4 separate regions of the Mus musculus genome follow, and all the other regions are linked to region 3. Evidence: chromatin contacts called from public Hi-C, HiChIP or PLAC-seq and promoter capture Hi-C data. All regions are on one chromosome and are shown on one strand. Each heading gives the region's core, a stretch centred on a gene start, on an enhancer-like site or on the middle of the called end of the contact. The rest is flanking DNA. Distances are from core to core; before and after follow the strand shown. Region 1 overlaps Cnn3 (calponin 3, acidic). Region 2 overlaps Gm33363 (a long non-coding RNA gene). Region 3 holds the start of F3 (coagulation factor III). Region 4 overlaps Alg14 (asparagine-linked glycosylation 14).

Region 1 (2,791 bases), core at 244-2,743, 280 kb before region 3:
GTTTCACCAGTGGTCATATCCTGCCAGGCCGGTTGCTTTCAGGGTTGTTTGCTGCTGTTTGCTTTTCTCTCCCAGTAGGAGACTGACTTCCAGTCAGTGCCAGCTTGATTCTTCCGTGTTCTATGACTTACCCCATGTTCTATGTTGCGTCTTTAGGGCTTAGCATCAAATTTTAGGGGGTAGCCAAGAAGACTGGCAATAACCTATAATGTCTGGGTGTGTGTGTGTGTGTGTGTGTGTGTGTGTATGGTTTCTATATCAGTAAAAAGAGGTATTTCATACCTGGTGTTTGGCTGTTAAAAATATTCTGCGGTATCTAGGTGAGGCTGTCCCTGTGTTACAGGGCAGCTCCACTTGACCTCTGTACTATCTATAGAAACAAGAGAGACCCTGCCTCAAAACCAAGGGGGAAGGAGAGAATTCTGAATTGTTGTCTGACAACACCCCCCCCCCCACATCATGCATACACACACATACTAATAAAAGATGATTTTTAAAAGCTATCCCCACAGTCCTGCAAAGAATATCCCCTGTAACAGATTCATCTCTATATTTGAAAAAGCAAAAGGATATTTTCCACCTGCATCCCACCATGTAGCTCACATTGGCTTTATGTCACCTAACTCCACTTGCCTCTGTCGTCTTGAGCTGGGATCGCAACTTCGCAACACTTATTTATTTATTTATTTATTTTAGATGTAATTTTTAATGTGTATGAGTGTTTTACCCCAGTATATGGCTGTCACCATGTGTCTGCAGGGTTGTTTTGTTTTGTTTTGTTTTGTTTTGTTTTGTTTTGTTTTTGATTTTCGAGACAAGTTTTCTCTGTATAGCCCTGGCTGTTCTGGAACTCACTCTGTAGACCAGGCTGGCCTCGAACTCAGAAATCCACCTGCCTCTGCCTCCCAAGTGCTGGGATTAAAGGCGTGCGCCACCACGCCCGGCTATTTTTTTTTAAGATTTATTAATTTTTATGTATATTAGTACACTGTAGCTGTCCTCAGACGCACCAGAGGAGGGCATCAGTTCACATTACAGATGGTTGTGAGCCACCATGGGGTTGCTAGGAATTGAACTCAGAACCTCTGGAAGAGCAGCCGGTGGTCTTAACTGCTGAGCCAATCACTCCAGCCCCGAGTCTGCAGATCTTGATGGTTCTAGTTGTAGACAACTAGAAGGAACTTAGTGAACTCAGTCAGTCTTGCTTGAAGTCAGTCTTGCTGCTGTGCAGACAGGAACTGACTGGATCAGAAGTTAGGCTCCTAGTGAAGACAGCGAGGGCAGAGAGGTGTCATACAGAAATGGACCCGCTTGCTGTGTTGGAGGAGACAGATTATCTGAGTAGGCGAGTAGTTGCTGCTTCCTTCTTGTCCCTCCCAGAGTCGTCACTATCCATACTTCCTGCTCCCCACTCAGCCCAGAGTGACCCTCGCTGGTATGGAATAAAAGGAGACCTTCCCAAGGACTGAGGGTACAAGAGCAGGGACCTTGCTGCGCACGGGTGTACCTTACACTGTGGTATGAACTCGCCTCCAGGCTGGATTTGATCCGAAACTCTGAAGTGCTGTCTCACAATAGAAACCTGTTGGGTTTCCTTTTGTAATCCTGGTTAAGCAAACACACAGCTGAAGTAAATTATCCATTATCCATTCCCGTTTCTCTAATTATGGGTAATGGAGTGTGAAGGGGACACAGTAATCCCTGAAATCATGTTTACTTCAGCGGAGCCGCCCCTTGGTGATGGGGGAGGGGAGGCACCTGCCAGCGCCAGCAGCTCTGACACTTTTCCGGGGCTATCTGAAAGCTTTCATGAGCCTACAAGAGGAGTGTGACTCTTTCGTTTATTTGACGTGAGAAATGACATCTTTGTTCACCTTGAGGGAAGACATGAAAAGCGGCCATTGTCGTGTCCTGTCTACTGAAGAGGAACCACAGTCAAGTGTGGTCAGTTGAGCTCATTTCTTTTTAAGACTCTGCTGACCTTCGTTGTTAGACATAAGCTCGCCAGCTTCTTACCTGTCCACACTGGCCCTGATGACCCACGACACACATGCAGCCTCAAGCCCTCCTCCGTAGCTGTGCTTGTGTCCTGCCAGGCTAGTTAGACCTGAACTCCAGGGACCTCCCCCTGAGCAATGTAGTGATGTGCCTGGCTCAGTAATTAAGCCTAATTATGTTTTATGGCGAGCAGACATCCCCGCTCTTCATTTCCATTTCTGACAGTTTAGTAATTGATGCCCAAGCTCCTATCTAGCCCCTGGGCTCAGCCTAAGTGTGTCTGCTTGGCATTTTTAGCTGTGCTGAATGAAAAGGCAAGAGTACATGATCTCGCCTCGCCTCCAGCTGCCAGCCCTGGCTGTTCTGGAACTCACTCTGTAGACCAGACTGGCCTCAGTCTCCCAAGATCCACTTGCCTCTGCCTACTGAGCTGGGATTAAAGGTGTGCTGCATGCCGTTTTAAAATATTTGTTCCACTTTTTTAAAAGTTTAGAGTGGCTGGGCAGTGGTGGCACAGGCCTTTTAATCCCAGCACTCGGGAGGCAGAGGCAGGCGGATTTCTGAGTTCGAGGCCAGCCTGGTCTACAGAGTGAGTTCCAGGACAGCAATGGATACACAGAGAAACCCTGTCTCAAAAAAAAAAAAAAAACAAAAGAAAAAAAAAAGGGGGGATGGGGGTTAGGTTTATGGTATTGTTGTGAAATTCAAAGGTAGTTTTTTTAAGTCCTGAGAACTGTTTTTAAAAATGTATGTTTAAAAGTATACGTATTGTGTTTGTGTGCCTGCACACTCG
Region 2 (2,768 bases), core at 174-2,673, 350 kb before region 3:
CTTTCCCTCTCTGGTGACAGACCTGGGAGTCAGAAGACTTTCAGTAAGATCTTAAGGAGAGCATTTTAGTCTCGCTCTGTCTGTCTGGCCTCTATTGGCTCAGCCTGCATGCTTGTGGACTGTCGGTGACCATGGCTCAGGCCCGTTCACATACTCTGCATGATCTTAGGCCCAGATAATTCAGGAAAAATCAGTTTGAGAACTGAGCCTCTTTTAATCTGCCTACTAGGTTGGGACCGGATAAGGACTGGTTTGGGCTTTTGATTTGTCGACGTCTCCCGGACAGCTCTGTGTATAGTATTTCCATAAACTGTCTTCTTTCCCTTCCCTTCTCTTGAACGAAGAACGAAGCCATCTCCCCCCACACCCCCTCTTTTTGAGAAGAGACAAGAGCCTGCCGTTCCAGCCTCTTCCATCCCTCCTGCTGTTGCTTGGCTTTTCTTCAGTTTTATTCTAGCCAGTATTTGTATCTCCAGAGGGTCTGCAGCCACATGGGGCCCTGAAATGGGGCGAGCCCCCCCCCCCAAATTCTTACAGAAGATGACCATGTCTCAGTCACGGGAGCCAGGCTGAAAACTTTTTTAAAGTTCTTTTTATAAAGTCATTAAACGTGAAATCAATATTTTAAAAGACTAAGGTGGGGGGTGGGCTTTGAGAGTTCCAAATAGACAGAAAAGCTGATTTCATACTTCCCTGCCAAAAACATTGTTCTTGCTTTCAGGCAAATGACTTGGGTGTTAATTAAGGCTTCACACTTCCTGGCTATCTCCTTTTTCACATTCTTGCTGCTAATCGTCATGTTAAGAGACACATGACTTCTGTTTCAAAGGCTCCAGTTTAAGAGTGGAAACAAAAATCTCAGCTCCACAGGAAAGGAAAAGAGATTAGGATTCGAGTCCAGCCATTTGCTTATTCATCTGCATATGGTTAAAAGATTTCCAAGCATCCACTGGTTTCTCTTTCACTGTGACATGAGGCCAACCCAAGGAGGGGAAGAGAAAAATCCTGTTCCTCTCCTGATGTAGGAGCACATCTTCCATTCGCCTTGGGGGCAAGAGATTGCTTCCTCTTTTAATAGTAAGCCAAAGTAACCGAACTTGGAGAAACTGGCTTCTTCTGAAAGTTATTTTTCCAGTTAGCTTTTCATTTTATTTGCAGTGCCAGGCTGGAAACCATGCACACATTAGACTTAGCTGTATTTCCGGCCCTAATTACCTGTTGCTCTGCATCAATTTACAAATTAGCGGTGGGAAACAAGCATCATTTAATGAAGCCCACAGACTCTGTGGGTCAGCACTTCACAGGGTCTAGAAGGAAAGGCTTCTTCAGCTTCATGGTGTCTGAGCTTCAGTGGGGAGACAGGGGGGTGGAGGACACTAAAAGGGCTAGGAGTGACTCAACAGGCTCAGCTCGAAGATCCAAGGCCTGAAGCACCATGACTCAAGTTTGTACTAAGATCTGTCAACACGGTGTCTACGCACAGCCTGCCCATCCGTGAGCCTTGAGTTCCTCTGCAGTGTGGCTGGGTTCACTCTTCCAGAGAGTGATCATATCAGGACTCTGAGTGCAAATGTCACTTCAGGTGTGTTCCAAGTAGCTAAGGACCTCAAATTCAGGAAAAGACAGTTCAGAGGGAAGAGAGAAGCTGAGGCGTAAAAGACCAATTTGAAAACTATAATGCCAGACATGGTGCATGCCTTTGACCCCAGCACTTGAGAGGCAGAGGCATGGGATCTCTGCGAGTTTGAGGCCAGTCTCTTTGTTCTACATAGGGAGTTCCAGGAGAGCCAGGCCTACATAGTGAGACCTTGTCTGGAAAAAAAAGAAAAAAAAGTCTAGTACATTTCCGTCACACTGGCCCAGGGGGCAGGAGAGGCCATGCTGGTGTGATTAAAAATGAGACCACTTTACTGAGCTTGAAGGAGCAAGTTATTCCATGCTGGCCATAGTGGTTTCCACTGGGATATAATTCACATAAAATCCACCCATGTGTAGTTCAGTGGGTTTTAGTACATTCACAGTTGTATGACCATGATTACGAATTCCAGACACACATAACTCACATGTGTTAGAAGTAACTCTTCCATGTCACCTTCCACTGCCCTCGGATTCTGCTGGCCCAATTTCTCTCTGTGGATTGGTCATTTATAAGAAGGATTTATTTGTCTTTTGTTACTAGCTTCTTTCACTTAACATAGTATTTTCAAGTTTCACTGATAGAATACAGTGCATGTGTGCGTGTGTGTGTGTGGTAGTGTATGGTGTGTATGTGTGTGGTATAGGGTATGTACACACTCATGAGTGCATGTAACTATACATACTGAAGTACAATGTCCTTCTCAGTCACCCTCCATCTTATTCTTTGAGATGTGGTTTTTTTCACTGAATTTGAGTTTACTGGTAGAGATAGACTGGCTGGCCAGCAAGTTCTGTTGATCAGCATCTCTCTGCTGCCCCTAACCCTGAACTGTACTGCAGGAACATGCTGCTATGCCTGATTTATCACATGGGCGCTGGGAGCCTGACCTCTGGCCTTCATCCTTACATGACAAGCACATTTGACTGAGCCATCTCCCTAGTCCCTATTCCATTCCTTTTATCGATTGAATAATATTCCATTGTCTGTCTCTACCTGGCACATTTCATTTACCCATTTAATAGTTGACGGACATTTCAGTAATTCCTGGTTTGGGGCTGTTTTATGTAATGATGTTGTGAATATTGTGGTTTGTTTGTTTGTTTTCATGAAATACATTTGCAATCTCTAG
Region 3 (2,778 bases), core at 21-2,520:
AGTGGGACGACAGCTTAGTTACTCTTTACACTTCTCAGAGCCTACAAGGTGGACCCAAGTTTGACTTTACTCAAGGAAAGTAAAAAAGGAAGGAAGAAAGGAAGGAAGGAAGGAAGGAAGGAAGGAAGGAAGGAAGATTGTACAAAGCATCCAAAGACACAGATATTTACATTACAGTTCATAACCGTAGCAAAATTACAGTTATGAAGTAGCAATAAAAATAATTTTATGGTTGGGATCACTACAATATGAGGAGCTGTGTTAAAGGGTCGCAGAATTAGGGAAATTGGAAAAGAAGGGATAAACTGGACAGTCAACCAGGAGTGACAAGAAATCGTTTGATACACTGTCGAGCAAATGCTACCAGTAGGATAAGTGATCGTCTAAGGCTTCAACAACGTCACGGCAAAGCCTAGAACAGGAGGCCAGGAAATAAATGAAGAAAACCCAAAGCTTGCAAGTGACACCTGGCTGCCACTAGGCTCAGTGACAGAGGTGGGCTCCTGGGTCCATTCCCAGCATCCAGGAAGGGAAAACACAAATTGGAACGTCCGAATGTTTATTTTTCAGTTTCATTTTTTGTTTTTCTGCGCTTTGGAGGAATTCACTCAAACCCACTGCGGGCTTCCTCAACGTGAGAATCATCCTTCCTGGAACCCCCGTGGCTACAGAAGTCACGCTCAAATTCTCTCAGGCTTCATGTTGCAGTTCCTCGGTCACCTCGGGAACGGGAGTGGGGTGCCAAGTGGCCTTTAGACCTAATCCAGGGCCCTTGTCCATGGCAGACACGTGCATTTACTGCACCGCCCTGTGCAGCGGACCAAAGGGACTGACAGAATGATCTGCTAGCCACTGCGTGTTCAGGCAGGGCTTTGGAACTGCCCTCTGCTACCAGGAGTGGTCCAGGGGCTTTGATACATCCTCTGCTAGGGCCTCAGCGTACATCGAAAGCAGAGGAAAAGTAAGACTCCCTTGACTTTCAACTTAAGTCCCTTCAATGACACTCCTTTCTCCCCAGCCAGCCACCCAGGCTGGTCATCCAGGGATCAGCCCGGGAGCCTGGGTCTCCGCAGTACCTGGATCCGCCTGCGCCGAAGGGGCAGCTCGGTGCTCCGCGGCGCTGTTGAATCACGGTTGAGTCACCCCTTTCGGGGTCTCGGAGTTTCCTACAGGAGGGGAGTGGGCGGGGCAGGGGTGTGGACTGATCGGGAGCCGCCCACCGCGAAAGCGAGTGACCCGGGCCGGGGGGCGGGGAGTCGCGAGCTTCGGCGGAGGCGGCGCGGGGTGGAGAGGAGCCGGTGTCCGCGCGGCCCTTTATAACGCACCCCGCGCCGACCCCGGCAGCCTGGGTACAGCCGGTACCCATCACTCGCTCCCTCCGATCGCTCCTGTAGCGTAGCCAACGCGCCGCCGCTGAAGCCCCGAGACCTCGCCTCCAGCCCTTGGACATGGCGATCCTCGTGCGCCCGCGCCTCCTAGCGGCTCTCGCGCCCACGTTTCTCGGCTGCCTCCTCCTCCAGGTGACCGCGGGTGCAGGTGAGTGGCATTGGTCCTGAGAAGCCGGGGGCGCTCCGCCCGCGGGAAACAGAGAACCTATCTGGCTAGCTGGGGGGGGAGGGGGGGTGCTGCTCTGGTTCCTTGGGGACACCAAGGTGTCCGGCTGTACCTGTGGATTTGGCTGCGCTCGCCCTGAGGATTTGAATGAACAATGGGATGGAAGGTAGTTGGTGCCCGGACTCCTGGCAGTTGTCACTGCTAAAGATGCCTGCTTTGTGCGTCCACCGCGGTTGCATAAGATAAAACTGAGATTCCAGCTTTAACTCTGAGGGAGAGTTTCCTAGATGTTGGGCCCTTGAAGGTGGCAGGCTCGTGGGCCCGCCTTTGCCAAAGTCGGCGTGCTTTGCGCTTTGCGTGGCTTGCATGTTATCTCTGACAAGGTGTGCGCCTTCCCGTAATAAATAGGTGTTCTTGTGGCCTTTGGTTTCGGTCTGATAGAAGCAAGGCTGTTGTAAACTCAGGCAAGACAGAGTGCATACCCACATCTACCCAGTGCTGAGTTGAGGCAGAGGCTGAAACCAGGGGGCTTGCAAAACGAGACGTTGATGACAGCACTTTAATGGAATAGCATCCCACCATGTGACAGGTGCCACGTGGGCTGCACGTCTGACGAGCTCTCCTTGAGAATTTCAGTGTAAAGATATTTTAGATTACAATGGGAAAAGTCCGGTTAGACTCTTTTTTTTTTTTTTCGTTTATGTGCATTCCTGACTCTCACGTGTGTGGGGGACTAGCCCTGTTTGGAATTTATTCAAACCCTTCCTTGCGGCCTCTCCGACGGCTTCGGAAGAGTCCGGGACTCTCTGGCACCTTGGGCCCTCCTTCTGTGTCGTTTTAAAGTGGGCTTTCCCTGGAATAGTTTAAAGGAGGACTTCAGGATCTTCAGCTCTTTCCACGGATTGCAGTATGGGTGTTGCCTAGAGGACTATATGGCCCTGAGGGCGGGGATGGGGCGTGGGGGGAAGGACACGTACACACACACACACACACACACACACACACCCTCTGCTCTTGACAAGTTAGCAACGTTATTTTTGTGACTGGCAACAAAACATGTGCTCCCTTTGATGGCAGAGGCTGGGAAAGTGTTTAAGACACAAGGTCGAGACCACAGAACTGGGTGCAATTCGAGATATTTTGTGCTTATTTGTAGGCATTCCAGAGAAAGCGTTTAATTTAACTTGGATATCAACTGATTTCAAGACAATTTTGGAGTGGCAA
Region 4 (2,756 bases), core at 78-2,577, 390 kb before region 3:
TTGAGGCTAGCCTGGTCTACAGAGTGAGTTCCAGGACAGTGAAGGCTACACAGAGAAACCCTGTCTCAAAATAATAATAATAATAATAATTTTTTTATTGCACACATCTGTTCCCATAATGCATCTGCTTTTAAGCATAGGTACACACCACTATGCAGAGGCATGAGATGACAAATAGGGGGATTCTCCTTAAAAGCCACCTGAGATTGCAGCTTTGCCTTACTGGTCATGCACCTAAAACCTGTTTGCACTGGATTAGACTCTCCTTTGGTTTTTGTTTTTTTGTTTTTTTGGGTTTTTTTGTTTTTGTTTTTGTTTTTCGAGACAGGGTTTCTCTTGTGTAGCCCTGGCTGTCCTGGAACTCACTCTGTAGACCAGGCTGGCCTTGAACTCAGAAATCCACCTGCCTCTGCCTCCCAAGTGCTGGGATTAAAGGCGTGCGCCACCACACCCGGCTAGACTCTCCATTTTTTTGTACTGGGTGAAGTGGAAATGTATTTGAATGGACAGATTACTGTTGGCAGAGGAAGTTATCACATTGTCCAAAACGGAGCTTATGGGTAGCCCGATGCCTGAGGTGGTGTCATAGGTTTCAAGTCGCCTTGTTTAGACAGGCATATATGTGCATAGTGTGTGCAGGCAAACACATTATTAGAAGGAGGGACTTCTCAGCCAGAACCAAGTAAAGTCCAAATCACAGAGCTGTTTATTTTTCTTCCACTTTCAGGTTTCATTTCGACTGTAGTCATTCTGCTCCCTTAAGAACATGCACTAGCTTTCCCCATGAAAGGAAGAGGCTCCCTCAGGCCCACGTGCCTGCCGGGCTAGCAGTGCGGCAGCTCAGAGCGCGAAGCTTGTCTGCCTTACCCGCTTGCCTGTCTGTAAGTGGAGCTAAGCATAAGCCTTTCCAAGCCAATCCAAACAGAAAGGATTCTATCACACTGTCCTCTGCTCCGTGTGCAGGATAAACGAGATCATTTTGAAAACCACTTGTTTAGTTTTCTTCAGTTGCGTTTCCTCTCCTGCCCAGTCATCTGTAATACATGAAGATAATAATATTCCTCTCTCCCTGCTTGCTGTCTGTCACATATGCAACCTTCCCACGGACATACATGTTTCTAACAAGTTCTGTAGTGAGCAGAGTCCACTGGATGTGTGGATCCTCTCAAGTATCCTTAGGACTAACAGATTCATAGTTGAGTTACCAACAACACTGACACTCTGGCTGGGTGAGTCTGTAGCCACTCTGCCCACACATCGAGCATTTAATTTAAGCTTACAGTTTCTGTTTCACATTGTGAGAGGGCTCAGAACAGAATCGGTGTCAAAGTAAGGCTATGGCTGACTGGCGGCTGCTTTGAACTGTTGTTACTTCCCTATTCAAGGAAGGACTCTGACGTTTGAAATAAGTTTTCTTTCTAAGTTGATCCTTTTTCCACTTGGCAAGCATTGCCTTTTTCCTCTGCAGAATCCAGCACGTTGTCTGCCGTTTCCATCCCTCAGCTGGCTTCGCTTGCATCTCTCTCTGAGCTGTTGCTCTTCCTGCCTGTTAGGCACATGTTAGACATGGGCCTGATGGTGCCTCCTCCTTTCAAAGGGGAAAGCTAGTGTATTTTCTTAAGGTGGCAGTACAACTGCAGTAGAAAAAGCCAGCTAAAGTTAGAAGAAAAGGGAAAGTGTGGAGCTGAGAAGCTCAGTGGTTAGAACTGGCTGCTCTTCTAGAGGAACAGACCTGGGGGTCCCAGTGCCCATTACCAGGCAGCTCATAATCACTTGTAACTACTCTTCCAGGGATCCGATGTCTTCTTCTAGCCTCCACAAGCACCTGCTTGCACATGGTGTGCACAAATGTGTGCACACGCGGGCGAGAACGCACTGCTTTCCAAGAAGGAACAGACGTGTGGTCAGAGATCATGAGCCTGGGAGAGAGCTGTCCTTGTGGACAGGAAGGTGGGAAGTGCTAGTGGCTACTTGAGAGCAGAGTGTGGAAGAGAGGGAGGAAGTGTTTGAAAATGACCTCAAATGCACAAGTAAGTCTTCCAGGCAGTCTGGCTCTTCCCACCTAAAAAGGTCCCTGAGCGCCATCAGCTGTATTCAGACATAGTTTCAATTCAGGAAGGTGGTTCTTTTTCTGGACTTTTAACCATCCTCCTCTGCTCTTGGTTAAGAAGAAGGGAGGGAGCGGGCTTGCACAGCTGATGGCAGATGTAGTGGAGCTTCTAGAGGGGCTGATGCAGACTGTCACCAGAGCCCGTATGGGAGCAGAGGGGAACTTGTACCGATCTGAGGACAGACAGACTGTGGCTCTTTAAGGAAGGGTAAAAGCAGCACTCAGCTTGGCTACCTGAGAACCTATTAAGGTGTTCAGAGCATGTTGGAGTTCAGCTAGTACCCGAGGTGAGAGGTTGGATAGAAGGGGGACAGGAAGGAGAAATTGCTAGCACCTACTGCAGCTGTGTAGTGACTGCTTACAGTTGTGGGGGGGGGCGGGGGCGGGTAGAAAGGATAGAATAGTAGAGTGTGTAACTGTGTAACTGTTCCTTGGCAAACTGTGGCTCCCTCTGAATTAGTCCCTGGAGTTTCTCTAAGGATTCCTCCCTCCCTCCCTCCCCTTCCTTCTGTCCATCCTTTCTTTTTGATACATTTTTGATGTGTTGGATGTTCTAATGAAACAGTAGACAGACTGAGTGAGATGGTGTCACCTTGCTTCCCCGGCACCCCAGAGGCTAGAGCAGGGGAATCATGAACCCCAGGCC

What was found. Promoter capture Hi-C pulls out the DNA fragments that hold promoters and counts their contacts. A called contact is a pair of places that touch in the nucleus more often than the background predicts. HiChIP or PLAC-seq counts read pairs in DNA pulled down with a chosen protein or histone mark.
Region 1: a contact with region 3 is called in a Hi-C map of muscle stem cells, with 1.9 times the contacts expected there. The contact joins the enhancer-like site here to the promoter of F3 in region 3. A contact is called at or near these places in 2 of 39 promoter capture datasets (cranial neural crest and liver), 1 of 484 Hi-C or Micro-C datasets (muscle stem cells), 2 of 115 datasets of contacts at active chromatin or transcription factors (embryonic stem cells and pancreatic cancer cells) and 2 of 9 other capture datasets (liver and pancreatic islet).
Region 2: an HNF4G HiChIP or PLAC-seq map of pancreatic cancer cells shows a contact between it and region 3. The contact joins the enhancer-like site here to the promoter of F3 in region 3. A contact is called at or near these places in 5 of 39 promoter capture datasets (cranial neural crest, hematopoietic stem and progenitor cells, liver and 1 more) and 3 of 115 datasets of contacts at active chromatin or transcription factors (embryonic stem cells, pancreatic cancer cells and stem cell-derived neural progenitor cells).
Region 4: a promoter capture Hi-C map of hematopoietic stem and progenitor cells shows a contact between it and region 3, with 4 times the contacts expected there. The contact joins the enhancer-like site here to the promoter of F3 in region 3. A contact is called at or near these places in 7 of 39 promoter capture datasets (the HPC-7 cell line, cranial neural crest, epiblast stem cells and 4 more), 2 of 484 Hi-C or Micro-C datasets (the G1E-ER4 cell line and nephron progenitors), 10 of 115 datasets of contacts at active chromatin or transcription factors (astrocytes, bone marrow-derived macrophages, embryonic basal ganglia and 4 more) and 2 of 9 other capture datasets (liver and pancreatic islet).

The regions. Positions count from the first base shown.
Region 1 is chr3:121,446,653-121,449,443 of GRCm38.p6, forward strand. All of the region lies in intron 1 of Cnn3 (calponin 3, acidic), which reads left to right. Among named protein-coding and RNA genes, the nearest start is that of Cnn3, 22 kb to the left of the region's middle. Within about 2 kb of position 1,494, at least 75 of the 459 cell types and tissues checked have an H3K27ac peak or open chromatin away from gene starts, as enhancers often do. A contact at or near this core is called in liver, muscle stem cells and pancreatic islet, where this site is marked.
Region 2 is chr3:121,370,633-121,373,400 of GRCm38.p6, forward strand. The region is part of intron 1 of Gm33363 (a long non-coding RNA gene); the gene reads left to right. Among named protein-coding and RNA genes, the nearest start is that of Gm33363, 3.0 kb to the left of the region's middle. Within about 2 kb of position 1,424, at least 56 of the 459 cell types and tissues checked have an H3K27ac peak or open chromatin away from gene starts, as enhancers often do. A contact at or near this core is called in pancreatic cancer cells, where this site is marked.
Region 3 is chr3:121,722,267-121,725,044 of GRCm38.p6, forward strand. F3 (coagulation factor III) reads left to right here and starts at 1,271. Exons shown (of 6, transcript NM_010171.3): 1 at 1,271-1,536; 2 at 2,711-2,778. The coding sequence starts at 1,449.
Region 4 is chr3:121,329,049-121,331,804 of GRCm38.p6, forward strand. The region is part of intron 3 of Alg14 (asparagine-linked glycosylation 14); the gene reads left to right. Among named protein-coding and RNA genes, the nearest start is that of Gm33310, 17 kb to the right of the region's middle. Within about 2 kb of position 1,328, at least 112 of the 459 cell types and tissues checked have an H3K27ac peak or open chromatin away from gene starts, as enhancers often do. A contact at or near this core is called in the HPC-7 cell line, astrocytes, bone marrow-derived macrophages and 4 more, where this site is marked.